2 separate regions of the Macaca mulatta genome follow, and region 2 is linked to region 1. Evidence: chromatin contacts called from public Hi-C data. All regions are on one chromosome and are shown on one strand. Each heading gives the region's core, a stretch centred on a gene start, on an enhancer-like site or on the middle of the called end of the contact. The rest is flanking DNA. Distances are from core to core; before and after follow the strand shown. Region 1 overlaps PRKCE (protein kinase C epsilon). Region 2 holds the start of PRKCE (protein kinase C epsilon).

The links. A called contact is a pair of places that touch in the nucleus more often than the background predicts.
Region 2: a contact with region 1 is called in a Hi-C map of fetal cortical plate, with 2.8 times the contacts expected there. The contact joins the promoter of PRKCE here to the enhancer-like site in region 1. A contact is called at or near these places in 7 of 14 Hi-C or Micro-C datasets (blood, cortical neurons, fetal cortex germinal zone and 4 more).

What each region holds. Positions count from the first base shown.
Region 1 is chr13:78,914,007-78,921,153 of T2T-MMU8v2.0, reverse strand. All of the region lies in intron 2 of PRKCE (protein kinase C epsilon), which reads left to right. Among named protein-coding and RNA genes, the nearest start is that of PRKCE, 280 kb to the left of the region's middle. Within about 2 kb of position 3,598, at least 9 of the 40 cell types and tissues checked have an H3K27ac peak or open chromatin away from gene starts, as enhancers often do. A contact at or near this core is called in fetal cortical plate, where this site is marked.
Region 2 is chr13:79,190,292-79,197,438 of T2T-MMU8v2.0, reverse strand. PRKCE (protein kinase C epsilon) reads left to right here and starts at 3,125. Exons shown (of 15, transcript NM_001257741.1): 1 at 3,125-3,578. The coding sequence starts at 3,231.

The DNA of each region.
Region 1 (7,147 bases), core at 2,349-4,848:
AAAGTCAGAGGCTGAGAAGGATTTGTAAGCCAGTGCTTTTTTTTTTGTACATTATAAACTACTGTGTTTCTTGTTAACAACATTTTGTGACATGGACAGCCATGGCTAGAAGCGCTTAGACAGAGGGGCTCCTGTGGGCCAGAGGCACCAAAAACGATTTCTGGAAATAGAATTTGAGCTTAGAGGTTTGGGCTAAAAATAGGACACAGGATAGTAAGAAGTATAGAATGTGTGGTATACGCATGTGTGAGTGTGCACAAGACAGGATGGTGAGAAGTATAGTATGTGTATGGTGTACATGTATGAGCGTGCATGGGACACAGGATGGTGAGAAGTATAGAATGTGTATACATGCACGTGTGAGCGTGCATGGGACACAGGATGGTGAGAAGTATAGAATGTGTATATGTGCACGTGTGAGCATGCACAGGACACAGGATGGTGGGAAGTATAGAATGTGTATATGTGCATGCGTAAGTGTGCATAGGACACAGGATAGTAAGAGGTATAGAATGTGTATATGTGCATGTGTGAGCATGCACGGGACACAGGATGGTGAGAAGTATAGAATGTGTATATGTGCATGTGTGAGAATGCATAGCACACAGGATGGTGAGAAGTATAGAATGTGTATATGTGCACATGTGAACATGCACGGGACACAGGATGGTGGGAAGTATAGAATGTGTATATGTGCATGAGTGAGTGTGCATAGCACACAGGATAGTGAGAAGTATAGAATGTGTATATGTGCACATGTGAACATGCACGGGACACAGGATGGTGAGAAGTATAGAATGTGTATATGTGCACATGTGAACGTGCATGGGACACAGGATGGTGGGAAGTATAGAATGTGTATATGTGCATGTGTGAGCATGCATGGGACACAGGATGGTGGGAAGTATAGAATGTGTATATGTGCACATGTGAACATGCACGGGACACAGGATGGTGGGAAGTATAGAATGTGTATATGTGCATGTGTGAGTGTGCATAGCACACAGGATAGTGAGAAGTATAGAATGTGTATATGTGCACATGTGAACGTGCATGGGACACAGGATGGTGGGAAGTATAGAATGTGTATATGTGCATGCGTAAGTGTGCATAGGACACAGGATAGTAAGAGGTATAGAATGTGTATATGTGCACGTGTGAGCATGCATGGGACACAGGATGGTGGGAAGTATAGAATGTGTATATGTGCACATGTGAATGTGCATAGGACACAGGATGGTGAGAAGTATAGAATGTGTATATGTGCACGTGTGAGCATGCATGGGACACAGGATGGTGGGAAGTATAGAATGTGTATATGTGCATGTGTGAGTGTGCATAGGACACAGGATGGTTAGAAGTATAGAATGTGTATATGTGCACGTGTGAGCATGCACGGGACACAGGATGGTTAGAAGTATAGAATGTGTATATGTGCATGTGTGAGTGTGCATAGGACACAGGATGGTGAGAAGTATAGAATGTGTATATGTGCACATGTGAGCATGCACGGGACACAGGTTAGAAGTATAGAATGTGTATATGTGCATGAGTGAGTGTGCATAGGACACAGGATGGTGAGAAGTATAGAATGTGTTTATGTGCATGAGTGAGTGTGCATAGGACACAGGATGGTTAGAAGTATAGAATGTGTATAGTCCATGTGTGAGTGTGCATGGGGGGGTGTTGTCAGAGAAAAAGGAGGTGAAATTGTAAAGATATAATTTGCGAGTTAACAAATGTAGTTGGATTTTTCTGGGATTGGAACCTAGAGTAAGGAAGGAGACGAATATTCATTGACATCCCTCAATGTGCCAGGCTCTGTACTAAGCATTTTTATGTATGTCATCTAATTTAATCATCACAATCTTCCTGTGAAGTAGGTATTATCTCTGTTTTTTACAGCTGAAAACCAATGCATAAACAGAAGAGGTACCTCCCTCAATGTCTCATAATAAAGCCACGGGCATCCAGGTCTGCCTGAGTCCAAGGTCCGTAACTGCCTACCATGCCCCAGGACCAAACCTCTGGGCCAGTCTGTACTGCTGATCCAGAGATTATGCAGCCTGGCATATTATTTGATTCTGCAGCCCAGGCTAAGGAGAATTAGAGAAAGAGAGGATTTCGTCTCCAGAACTGTAAATCAGCAGGAAGTAAAATCTCTCTCATAGAGGCTGATACTCTCTCCTGCAGTGGATTTGAATATTTGTTTTCTCATTAAATAGATAAACACATAATTGCTAGCTGCTGATGTGTGCGGAGAAAAAAATATATCTTTATTTTTCCTTAGCTCTAGAATAACTTTTCCACAGTGACTTCAAATAGTCTTTGAGATACCCAAGGCTTTGTGCACATGTGTGCGTTTCTAAGTGACTGTAGCCTTCACTCATGGAGGCAGGAGAGGGTGGGAGGGCCTGGGTGGTACTGGAAGACCAAAGGTAAGTACCAAAGGTAAGTCCGTAGACTTACCTTTGATGAACCCAGGGCTGAGGAAGAGTATCTGGCTATATTGTATGTTCTTTTGGGCTCTAAGATAGTACCCCTAGCGCTAAACTCCTTGACTTTGAGGATGCCCTTTCTCCTCCCTCCAAGCTTTCCTAGGCTTTAGTTCTATAAGAAACTGGTTCTAGAAGAACTTATTCTGTGTTGTAATCTATGGAAAGAGGTGGCTGAGTCCCAGTGACCTCTACAAATTTTGCTTGTGGTATGTGACTATGGGTACAGTTCAGATTCAAAGCTATAATGCTTTACATTTGAATATAACTTGATACTTCTTTTTGAGATAGAATCTCCCTCTATTGCCCAGGCTGGAGTGCAGTGGCGCCATCTCAACTCACTGCAACCTCCGCCTCCCGGATTCAAGCAATTCTCATGCCTCAGCCTCCCGAGTAGCTGGGATTACAGGCGTGCATCACCATGCCCAGCTAATTTTTTGTATTTTTAGTAGAGATGGGATTTCGCCACGTTGCCCAGGCTGGTCTCTAACTCCTGAGCTCAGGCGATTCTGCCCATCTCGGCTTCCCAAAGTGCTAGGATTACAGGCGTGAGCCATTGTGCCCGGCCCATAACTTTATACTTCTCTGAACATACTGTTTCATTTTAGTCCTTCCACAACAATGTGTGTAAAAGTAATGGTAGATATTTTTAACATAAGGATGCCAAAGCATCTTTGCTAGAATGGCAAGAATTGAGACAGAGATGAGGTTAAGGCAAGCCTTCCTCAGACCTTCATGCTTTTTCCTGCCCCCCACTAATAGTATGGATGAACTTTTTTTTTTCCTAGAAAGGTCTGCAGTTCATGCATGTAATGTATGCACATAATCCATGCACAACCAGAATTAGACTATTCTGCAGGTGATGGAGCACCTGGAGCCTTTTGTACCCTGAGGCTGGGAGTCTGGGGGCCCCTCTGTCAGTGCTGAGCTCCACCTGTCTGAGTTGTGCTTATTGTAGGCGGGAGCAGCCTTTTCCTATTAGCTGTGCCACAGTTCAATTTGGAATTGTGCGTTCTTTCTTCTTTCCCCTTTTAGAAGGGATGGATTTAGCCTTGGCATGCCAAATACAAACCCTCACTTCATCTCGAGAGCTCTCTTCCCATCCACCCCTCCTCTGGCAGGCTATTTACAGACTTGTCATGATCTGCTCGTCATCCTACCACGCGGGTCAATCTACCAGTGAAATGAAAGGAAAGAAAGGCCCCAAGCCAACGGATTTGGGCAGATGAGCCTTATATAACACGTGCTAAAAATATGCAGCTAATTGGAATGGAAAAGGGAAAAATGAGTTGTGCTTTAGTCTTAATCTGAGACACGAAAGAGCGATAGCGGAGCCATTCCTCCCAGCGGAAGATGCCCATATATAAATAATTTTACTCTTGTGCGTACTCTCCATTTTGTGGCTTTTTAACCGTGTTTAATTCCCATTTATTCCCCACAGGACTGAGTTCAGGCAGCAGAAACCGAGACTAAGGGAGCATGAAAGAAAAGATGCAGGAAACCGTTGCCCCTTCAGGGTAGAAGGAGGCAGTGTCTAGGTGGGTGGCTGGGTGTTAAGATGCTAATTAAGCTCCCACTCTTGATTTCTTCCAAAGCTAAAAACTTAGAAAACTCATATTATCAAAGGTTCTTATTGCCCTGGAAATTGGTTACCATTGGGGATTTTTGTAAACATTGCAGGGAATACTGTCTTCTTCCTGTTCCATCCGCATCTTCCCCCCACCCCCCAGGACCTCACGTCATATAATTTTCTCTAATCCTTCTCTTCCATCTTTCATACTTTTATTGTGTTTTCTTCCTCTACCTATGATATGCTCAATCCTCCCTTTTAGTGCCATATTGTGGATGGTTCATGTTCAGTGTCTACATTTCCTGTAGAGAATGAGCATCTCGAGGGCAGGGCCTTGGCCTAACCCACTGTCAAATTTCTCTAACGCCCAGCATAGTCCCTGGGCCAAGATGGCACCAAATATATGCTTATAGAGTACATGAATCTTTCAGTGAATCAATGAATGGACAAACCAAAGGTGGCATATTGTGGTTTCTGAAAATATAGTGTGAGAAATGAACCCTGCTCTCATTATTCAAATCTGATGTTGGTTTCCTTTGGCAGTCAGATGACGCCTCCATCCATCTCAGTCACCTGATTACTGTTCTGTGCGACACCCCACAAATGAGGACATGAGCATTCTAAAGATAGCAGAACAAGATGTCATGGAGTGAATTAGAAATAGAGGAAGGCTAACTTTGGTGTTTGGAAAGCACATGGATTAGAGTATCACAGGTTGATAAGTGATTAAGAGATGGCCTGTTACTACTTACCAGTTTAAAAATGAAGAAGTCCTAGGGAGTTCAGAAAACTTGACCACAATTATAATTAGCTAGTGGCAGATCCAGGAAAGTGCCTGGTGGCTCATGTTGGATGCTTAATAAATCTTACAAACATAAAGCATGTCTCCAGAATCAGGCCCTGCCCAGTCACCACCATGCCTCCCACTGGTGGGGGAGGAAGCTTCACACATACACAGGCAAATCCAAGGAGGGCTGTGGGTGTCCACCTTCCAACTGGAATGCCTGTCCTTTGTCTGTGGAGGGCATGACAGCTGCAGTTACTCATAATGAACTCTGCTGCCTCCTGACTGGGAACAGATCACCATCGCTTGCATGATTTATTGCACCTAGAATCCACTTAATGCATCTGTTGTTTGTTTGACATTGCAGCCATACATCTGAGTCAGACTTAAGGGATTCCAGGTGTCAGATCAGAAAGGCTTGATGTGCAGTCCCTCTAAGAGTTGGCTTTAGGAAGTTTCGAGGAGATGAGAAGCAGGGAGAAGTAGTCAGATTCTTCTCTGCTCAGGGTCAGATTGTATACCGGGTTTAGGAGAAGGTAACTTACCCTACTGGTGTGGCGCTGCTGGGGACATAATCGTGTCTCTGATCCTCATTTTCTCCTATAATTTATTTCATCCTTGTACCAACTCTATAAGGTCACTACTGTCCCCATTTTCAGGTTGCAAAGCAGAGGCCAATAACATTACGTGACTTGCCCAGGATCCGTCATGCTTCAAAGTCTAAGTTCTTTGTTTAAGATTGCCTCTGGATTGATATTTTAGTATTTCTGTTAAGTCCTTGCACTCTGATAACACATTTAATTTATTGTTCTGTAATTCTGGTATTATGGTGTATTGTTATTAAACAAATGGTTTCGTGATTTATGACATGCCTGGCTCTGTGCTTAATGCCGTGATTTATGCTAGAGAAACCATCCCAGAGTCCCTGCTTTCAGGGAGCTTAGAGTTAAGGTGAACATTCCTCAGACATTTAAATAAGAAAACAAGGCTCCATGTGATTAGATGCCAGAATGAATGACATAGGTGGTAAATGCTCTAACAACACCTTCTAGTGTCATCAGCTCGTTGACCTAGATTTTTCCCACTCCCTAAACAACCCCCTGATGGTAAATTACTCTAGTTGGAGCAACATGCATTCTTTTGCTTCACCATTCCATTGGGGCTTAACTTCCCACCACTGCTGGTGCTCCAAATGTTCTACAATTGAACACTTCGTATGTAGTGCTGCATATGACTGATTCTGCCAACTTTTTCATTAAAGTAACATAGATACAGAAAAATGCATGGCTAGTGAGTATACAGCTGACTTAGGGTTTTTTTTGGGTTTTTTTGTTTTTGTTTTTGTTTTTGTTTTTGAGACAGAGTCTCGCTCTGTCACCCAGGCTGGAGTGCAGTGGCGTGATCTCAGCTCACTGCAGCCTTTGCCTCCCGGGTTCAAACGATTCTCATGCCTCAGCCCCCCAAATAGCTGGGACTACAGGCGCCCGCTGCCACACTCAGCTAATTTTTGTATTTTTAGTAGAGACAGGGTTTTACCATGTTGGCCAGGCCAGTCTCAAACTCCTGCCCTCAGGTGACCTGCCTGCCTCAGCCTCCCAATCCCAGTGCTGGGATTACAAGCATGAGCCACCACACCCGGCCGCGGACTGAATTTTTAAGATGCTGGGTGACCAGCATCCAGATGGAGAAAGGGAACATGACCAGCCCACTCCATCCTCTCTTCTGCTCACTACCCCTCAAGAACATGGAATAGTTTTACTTGGTTTTGAACTCTATATGGATTCATACAGCGTATACTCTTGTGTCTGGGTTTTCATTCAACATTAGGTTTCTGAGATTCATCCATGTTTTTTCGTGTAGTTTATTCATTTTCATTGCTGTAGACTAGTCCATTGTGGGAATATATCCGTTCTACAACTGATGGACATGCGCTTGTTTCCAGTTTAGAGGTAGTACGAATAGTGCAACTATGAACATTTTAGTTCATGTCTTCTGGTGAACAAATGTACACAGTGGCATTGAGTGCATACCTAGGAGTAGCATTGCTGAGTCATGGGTTGCAGCTGCTCAGCCTCAGTAGATACAGTCCGTGTTCCAGAATGACTGTACAAATTTACACTCCCACCAACAGTCTGAGAGTTCTAGTTGCTTCACAACCCTGCCAAAATTGGAATTATTCATCTCTTTTCCAAATTTAGCTGTTCTGGTGGGTATGTTTTATTGTATCTTTTTTTTGTGATAAAATATACAAAATATTAAATTTACCATTTTCAGTGTACAGTTCAGTGGCATTTAGTG
Region 2 (7,147 bases), core at 1,876-4,375, 280 kb before region 1:
TGCTAGGAAATGGTGCTGGAAGTTTGTAGGTTATTTGTTTAAAGATAGTCACTGAGATGGTAACAGACCCTATTTAATATATTTGGGGGCTGCGCATGGTGGCTCCTGCCTCTACAGGACTTACCCAAAGCAAGTAGTGAGAAGGTATGAAGCACCAATTAGTCAAGGATCCCTAACTCCATGAAATCCTAGACTTTCCAGACTTCCCAACAGGATCAGGACTAGGGTGAGGTGAGTGACGCACTCGGCTCAGGTACAAAATTTAACGGGTGCCAATAAACTCAGTAGTATAAATATTTTAGTGCAATATTTAAAATTTAAAATTTAAATTTTAATGTATTTAAAATTTAAAATTTAAATTTTAATGTTTTTAAAATTTAAAATGTGGATATTGTGTCCATTCTGGATTCTCACATTTTTATTTTTTAAAAATTGTACTAAAATCTTTATCTTGATTACGTTTATCTCACTCATCTCACTTTGGTGCTGGCTCTGCTTCCCAAATGCGTTTTCAGCCATATTTGCCACTGCCTTCCATCACACGCCCTGGAAAGGGGGAAAGAGGCTTCATGAGAATAGCAGGGTGGAAGGAAGAAGCAAAAGGGAAAAAAGTAATAATCAAAGAAATAAAAATTAAACAGCAGTGAGATACCTCTGCTTGTGCTTTGTCAAATGTACATATTTTAAGACATCCTACCTCCAGCTGGGGGAGTGGCAGGGTAAGACAACCATTGAAATCCTGGCTCTTTACATCGGAGCTACCTAGATCGTACGGAAGACTGAATCTTAGCACCATCTCTACCCAGCTGCCCTGTTCAACAGGGCAGGCTGCGAGAAATTACTGTATTAGGAAGCTCCAGAGCGGTTGCAGGCATAGAAGATGGCCGTGGGACTTTTCTGATCATTTTTGGGACCTGTTTGCTGCACTTGATATCCTGTTTTTCCAGAGGACTGCCTCCTTCCTCGCGTTTAAGCCTTTTTAAGCTTTTAAGCCACAGGCAATGATAACCTTTATCCACTGAGGAAAAAGTGATCGGGAGGCGCGTTTTAAATTTTGGTTTACACTAACCAGACCCGCCAGATGAACACTCAGCTTACCACAATACCTACAAATTCCCAGACTTGACTTGGCAGAAGGGCGAGGGCGGAGGTTTTCTTTCCCCACTTGCATAACCCCCAGCTCCCCGGCTGCGGAGCCGACCTCTTACCCGCCGCCGTCTTCGCGGGTGTCCCAGCCGGGCCGCGCCCCGGGGCCCCGCGCTCCGGGCCCTGCCCTCCCAGGTTCCCAGTCTTGGGCGCGGGGCAGTCCCTCACCGGCCGCCGGCCCCGTCCCGGCTCCCCGCCGAGGAAATTTTTCCCCAGCAGCCCAGGACTCGCCTCACGTGACCAGCCGCAGCGGCGGCTTCCAGCGAGAGTTTAAAGGTTACGGAGGAAATTAGCATGGACACAGCCACTCACTCCTCAGAGGGCGCGCCCCGTTTTCCCGCAGTCCTGACGGCGGCTGTCAGCGCGCTGATCAGAGCCGAAGTCCCCCAAAGGGGCACCGATAAGGCCCAGAGCAAATAGGAACAGTCACTTTGCAAAAAATAGAACACAAACCAAGCCGGGGCTCTACCGAGTTTTCGCTTGTCAACAAGTTCTTGCAGCCTGCGAAGTCCAGGACAGATCCCAAAGGGGAGAATGTCCCCAAAGAAAGGCAAGAGAGAAGAATAGAGTTTAAAACCTCACCAGAGCCATGCTTGTCCCTCCCTCTCCCCCCTCCCCCACCACCGTGGATCACAGCGTCCCGGGACAGAGTGACAGATGGGCCAGAACTCCGCAAGCTGCTCCTGCCAGCCGCCGCCCGAGTGGCGGTGGTCAGGGCGAGGGTCCCGAGGCCTCTGGGGCAACAGGGCTCCCTCCACTCCCCCATCCCCGGCTCTAAAAGACAGTGTTGACCGCAGGGTCCCCGAGAGATGCGCGGCCCGGCGGGGCCCATCCGTGGCCATCCACGGCCCCCGGCACGCGCACCCAGCCCAGCGCCGCCGCTCCCGCGGGTCCCGCGCGGGGTCCTCCCCAGGTTCCCCCGCCCGCCGCCGCGACCCCGGGCAGCCTCGCCCGCTCTCCACGGTTCTCTCTTCGGCTCACTTTTTCCGTATTGCTCCCCCAACCGGCAAAACTTTCTATTTCCCCAAACACTGCCGTGCGCGCGCGCGCGTGCACACACACTCACACACACACTCACACACACTGACGTCTTTTGCGCATTTCCTGCATTAGAGGGAGGGAGACTCGCTCGCACACCGACCGAGGGAGAGGAGACCGCGGGGGAGCGCGGGCTGGCGGGCGGCGAGCGAGCGGCAGCCGAGAGCTGGGACGCGGGGAGCGCGGCGGGCGGGCGCCGGCGCCCAGGAGGTGGGGCCGCGCTGAGTCGCAGTCCCGGCCCCGCCGCCGCGCTGCGCACCGCCGGGTGCTGGCCTGCGCCCCCGAGCCGGATCGGCGGCCGCCCGGACTCCGAGCCGGCGCGGATGTGAGATTCCGGGCTCCTGGCGCCTCCCGATCGCCGACTCCGGCGCGGCGCTGCTTCGCCCAGGAGGCGGCGGCCCCGGCTGGTCGTGGGGCTTGTGGATTTTTAAAAATTTGGCTCCGAGGGGGACCATTTCCTCTCGACATGCATCCCTCCGGATAAACTGAACATCCCTCCGTCCACCCCCCGCCCCGCGCGGCCAGAGGCAGGCGCTGAGTGTGCGAAGAGGATCCGGGTTGAAATCTGCGCCCCCGGTTCTCGTCCCCGCCCCGTCCCACCGCCCCATCCCCCTCCCGGAGTCGAAATTTCCCGGGATTATGTTTCGGAAAGGTAGGTAAACGCCGGGCGCGGCGCCCGCTTTCCCGCAGCCCGGAGTCGGAGAGCCAGCGAGGCGGCAAGGCAGCCCCTGCGGCTTGCAGCGGAGCCGACAGCTCGTCTTCTCTTCTGGAGGTGCAGCTGGTGGTCGCGGGGAGAGACTTGCTCCAAACACGGACATTCCCCAGCTCTCCCCCCTCCCTGTTTTCCGTTAGGAACCCGGCGAGGAAATACATGCACTGGCTGAGACTCGCCCGCGCCAGGGCGCAACGCCACAAGGTGTAGGGAGTGTGTGGGGTGGGGCGAAAGGGGACCCAGGAGTCCCTGTGGCTCGGAGCGGGCCGTCGGTTCTTCATTCCTGCCCTCGGGGCAGACGGAGTGACCCCGGCCCCCACTCCCCGCCCCGACCATGGTAGTGTTCAATGGCCTTCTTAAGATCAAAATCTGCGAGGCCGTGAGCTTGAAGCCCACAGCCTGGTCGCTGCGCCATGCGGTGGGACCCCGGCCGCAGACTTTCCTTCTCGACCCCTACATTGCTCTCAATGTGGACGACTCGCGCATTGGCCAAACGGCCACCAAGCAGAAGACCAACAGCCCGGCCTGGCACGACGAGTTCGTCACCGATGTGTGCAACGGGCGCAAGATCGAGCTGGCTGTCTTTCACGATGCCCCCATAGGCTACGACGACTTCGTGGCCAACTGCACCATCCAGTTTGAGGAGCTGCTGCAGAACGGGAGCCGCCACTTCGAGGACTGGGTGAGTTCGGCGCCTCCACGTCGGTCCGGGAACCCGGTTGTGGGGTCCCGGGGAAAGACTCGCTGGCCTTGATCGTAGGGGTCCGGGACTTATTGACGACTGGGGTGTGTGTGTGTGTCTGTAAATCTCAGTTTCCTTGAGGAGGTGCACTTCACTTCATAGCTGGGGAGAAACAGGCACTGGCGAGGAAGATGAGACTTGGAAAGAGGATGTGGCCCTCTGCCCCCTCTGTGCCCTCCAGATGGTGGGTGCTGCGGGAGGTTTGCAAACTGGGAGAGCCTGGGCCGCCGGTGCTGAAGGTTGGCCGAGGACCCGGCTTTCTTCCGCAGGCGCGTGGTGGGCTGGCTGTGTGTGATTGTGTGTGGGTGGGTCCCTCCGTCCTTGGAAAGGCACGTGGAGCCTTTGACTGAAGGCTTCTTGCACGTCCTGGCTTTGTCCTGCTTAGCCGAGCGAGGAGTTGCTTTATTTTTCCCTCCGAGAGGGAGCTGGCTTGTTTCTGTTCTCCTGCATGGTGGTTAGCTCATCTTCTGACATACGAGTAGAAAAAATGTGTTCTCCAGGATGTCTCCTCTACGGTCCCAGAAACATCAGTTGGGCTTGTTTTGTCCAATTCATTGCCCATCCATGCAGAATGAATGTTGCATTTTAAGAAGGGTTCTGCCTGTGGGTAATTGGAAGTCAGCGCTTTGAATCTTATTTAAAGTTATATTGTTTCTCTGTTTTGATTGTTAAGATACTGTGCAATAAAAGACGATTTCTAAGCCTGAGATTGAGTTGTTAATTGATTTCATTGTGAAACTATTAAGGATTTGGAAATAGGTCTTGTCTCAATCTACTATAAACCAAATGCATCCAACCTTGGCACTTGGACAAGCGAAGAGAAGGAAACCTTCGTTTTGCTTTTTGTATTTGTTTTTGGGTTTTTTTTTTTGGTTTTCTTTTGCTCTTCTTGGAAGGAAGGTATTAATTTAGGACATGGATTTTTGTGTTTTCAGGTTTGTTACATGTTTCCACCAAGAGCAAGTGCAAGCGTTCCTCTGGAGGTATATGCTTTCGGGGTTCTTTGGTCTACGGAAAAAGTGAGAGAGCTATCTAAGCCTCAAAAGTGGTGTAGAGCAATTGCTTTCTGTTGAAAACCAGATAACTTCATGAATGTCCTAGAGGTCAGAGGGTGCACATGAATCACCTTGGCATATCACCTTACACATTTTTTTCAAGGACACGGAGTTTTAGGGAAAAATAGGAGAGAGCCTGTTGTTTTTATGCTCATGGCTGTGATGTAGTCTGCCTGAAACCATGGTTACGGTTTCACAGGAAAGCTCCAACAAGCCACATGCGTAGAACTCTAGATTTGTGGTTTGCACTTTGGAAAGCAGGCAAACCTTTATGGAATCCTGAGAACTCCATGCCATTCTATTCTACTTCACAGATGTCCCTCATCTCTGCTTCCCTCAGCCCCCACAACAGAGCTCCCACTCATTCCCCATTTCCTTTCCATGCATGGCCTTTGGGCTCTTTCCTCATGGAGGCAGTGCATGTGAGAGGGGGAGTGGAAGGGCTAACTCATTTCAGAGGCAAACCTTGACACTGAAAACCTGTGATTTTGGAGTTGTTGTTTTTGGACAGGAAGGGGATGGAAAAAACTTGACGCTGGTAGCTAGGAGATGGGGGCCTTTTGCAGTGTATGCAGTTGAGGGGCTTTGACAGTGGGGCAGAAAACAGGGACAAGGAGCAGCAGGTCTGCATTTATCCATAGAACAGATGTTGGTTGGAGGGAGAGCGTCTTTGTATCTCTGGTGATGTTTTGCTGGGGCACACCACAAACTCTGGGAGCTTCAGGACACTGTCCCCACCTTCATCACTCCTAGTGAAGCATGCAGTGGGAACTTGTTTGGTGATCATCCTCTAAGGTTCTCAAATTCATGTTGGATTTGGCCCTAGACCAGATCATTTAGTGCACAGGCAAGTTTTACAGATGAGGACGTTGAGTTCCAGAAAAGTTAATTGGGGACCGAGGGTCACGTGACAAGCAAAGGTGGGTTGGAAGTAGGGCCCTCACCTCCTGTTGCCCATGGCTTGTCTGATGGGGAGCCGAGCCTGTCCATCTGGCCTCCCAGCCTGTTCTCCCTGCAGATCCATGAGCTGTGTCCCCGACATTTTTATTGTGCTTGATAACTTCATCTCTTTTGCCTTATAGCAAGTGTGAATTAGGTATGGCAGGTGTTGGACAAACTAAAAAACTTGAGATAGAGAAGCCCAAAGTCTCAAGGGTGAATCAAGTGGTGGAGCAGGTACAGAATGCCCATCTGTTTTCACCAGAGGATGTTGTGGCCACTCTGGTTCTTCCAGGCTGAAGGTGGGGACTCACTGGTAGGGGTAACTGGCCCTTGGAAATGGAGACAAGTTGCAACTGGGCTAAGTTCACCTTTCCCAGTCTTAACATTCAGGGTAAACCCACGGGTTCATAGCTTTGGGTAGAATTCCCTGGGCTCAGGTCTCTGCACTCCTTACCTGGCAGGAATGAAGAGACACACCCTTCTCAGGTGTGGCTAAGAGATCTGGCCTGAAGTAAGGGGGTGTGGACAGCATGAAGCAGCCGCTTCTCTCATTGCTGCGGAACATCAAATTCAACTGCACTTTGAATTCACTTGTATTCCTGGAGTTCCTGTTTTGTGCTCATGTCTAACCAGGGAAGCTTCGTACTGTGGGCAATCCAGAGGAAAATGAGGCCCTGGGTTACTCTCAGGGGGCTTCCATTTCACTAAGGAATTGACACCAAGTATCCACATATACATCAAGCTTGTCTAACCCATGGCCTGTGGGCCGCATGTGGCCCAGGATGGCTTTGAATGCAGCCCAACACAAATTTGTAAACATTCTTAAAACATTATAAGTTTTTTTGCATTTTTTTTTTTTTAGCTTATCAGCTATCATTAGTGTTAGTATATTTTATGTGTGGCCCAAGACAATTCTTCCAGTGTGGCCCAGGGAGGCCAAAAGTTGGACACCCTGATATAGACACTAAACTAACAATTAGGTTCCACACAGGTGGTACCATTAGTATGTTAAGAATTTAAAAAGGGAGTGTGAGCTAGGCACTGTGGCTCACGCCTGCAGTCCCCACTACTCGGGAGACTGAGCTGGGAGGACTGTTTGAGCCCAGGAGTTCAAGATCAGCCTGGGCAATATAGTAAGACTCTATAGCTAAAAAAAAAACTTAAAAATTAGCCAAGTCTGGACCTATGGTGTGGTGTGTGCCTGTAGTCACAGCTACTCAGGAGGCCGAGGTGGGAGGATTACTTGAGCCCAGGAGTTCAAGGCTGCAGTGAGCTATGATCTGACCATCAGGCTACTGCATTCCAGCCTGGGTGACAGAGTGATACCCTGTCTCGAAAAAAAAAAAAAAAAAAAAAAAAAAAAAGGTAGGGAGAACTGGAAGAATCCAGGAGGGCTTTTGGAAGGAGGCATGAGTTGGGTGTGAAACAGTAGGTTATATTTAAAGACGTATCTACAAGAAGGAGCAGTGTTCCTGGCATGGCCACCGCAGGAATAAAGGCAGACAATCCTGT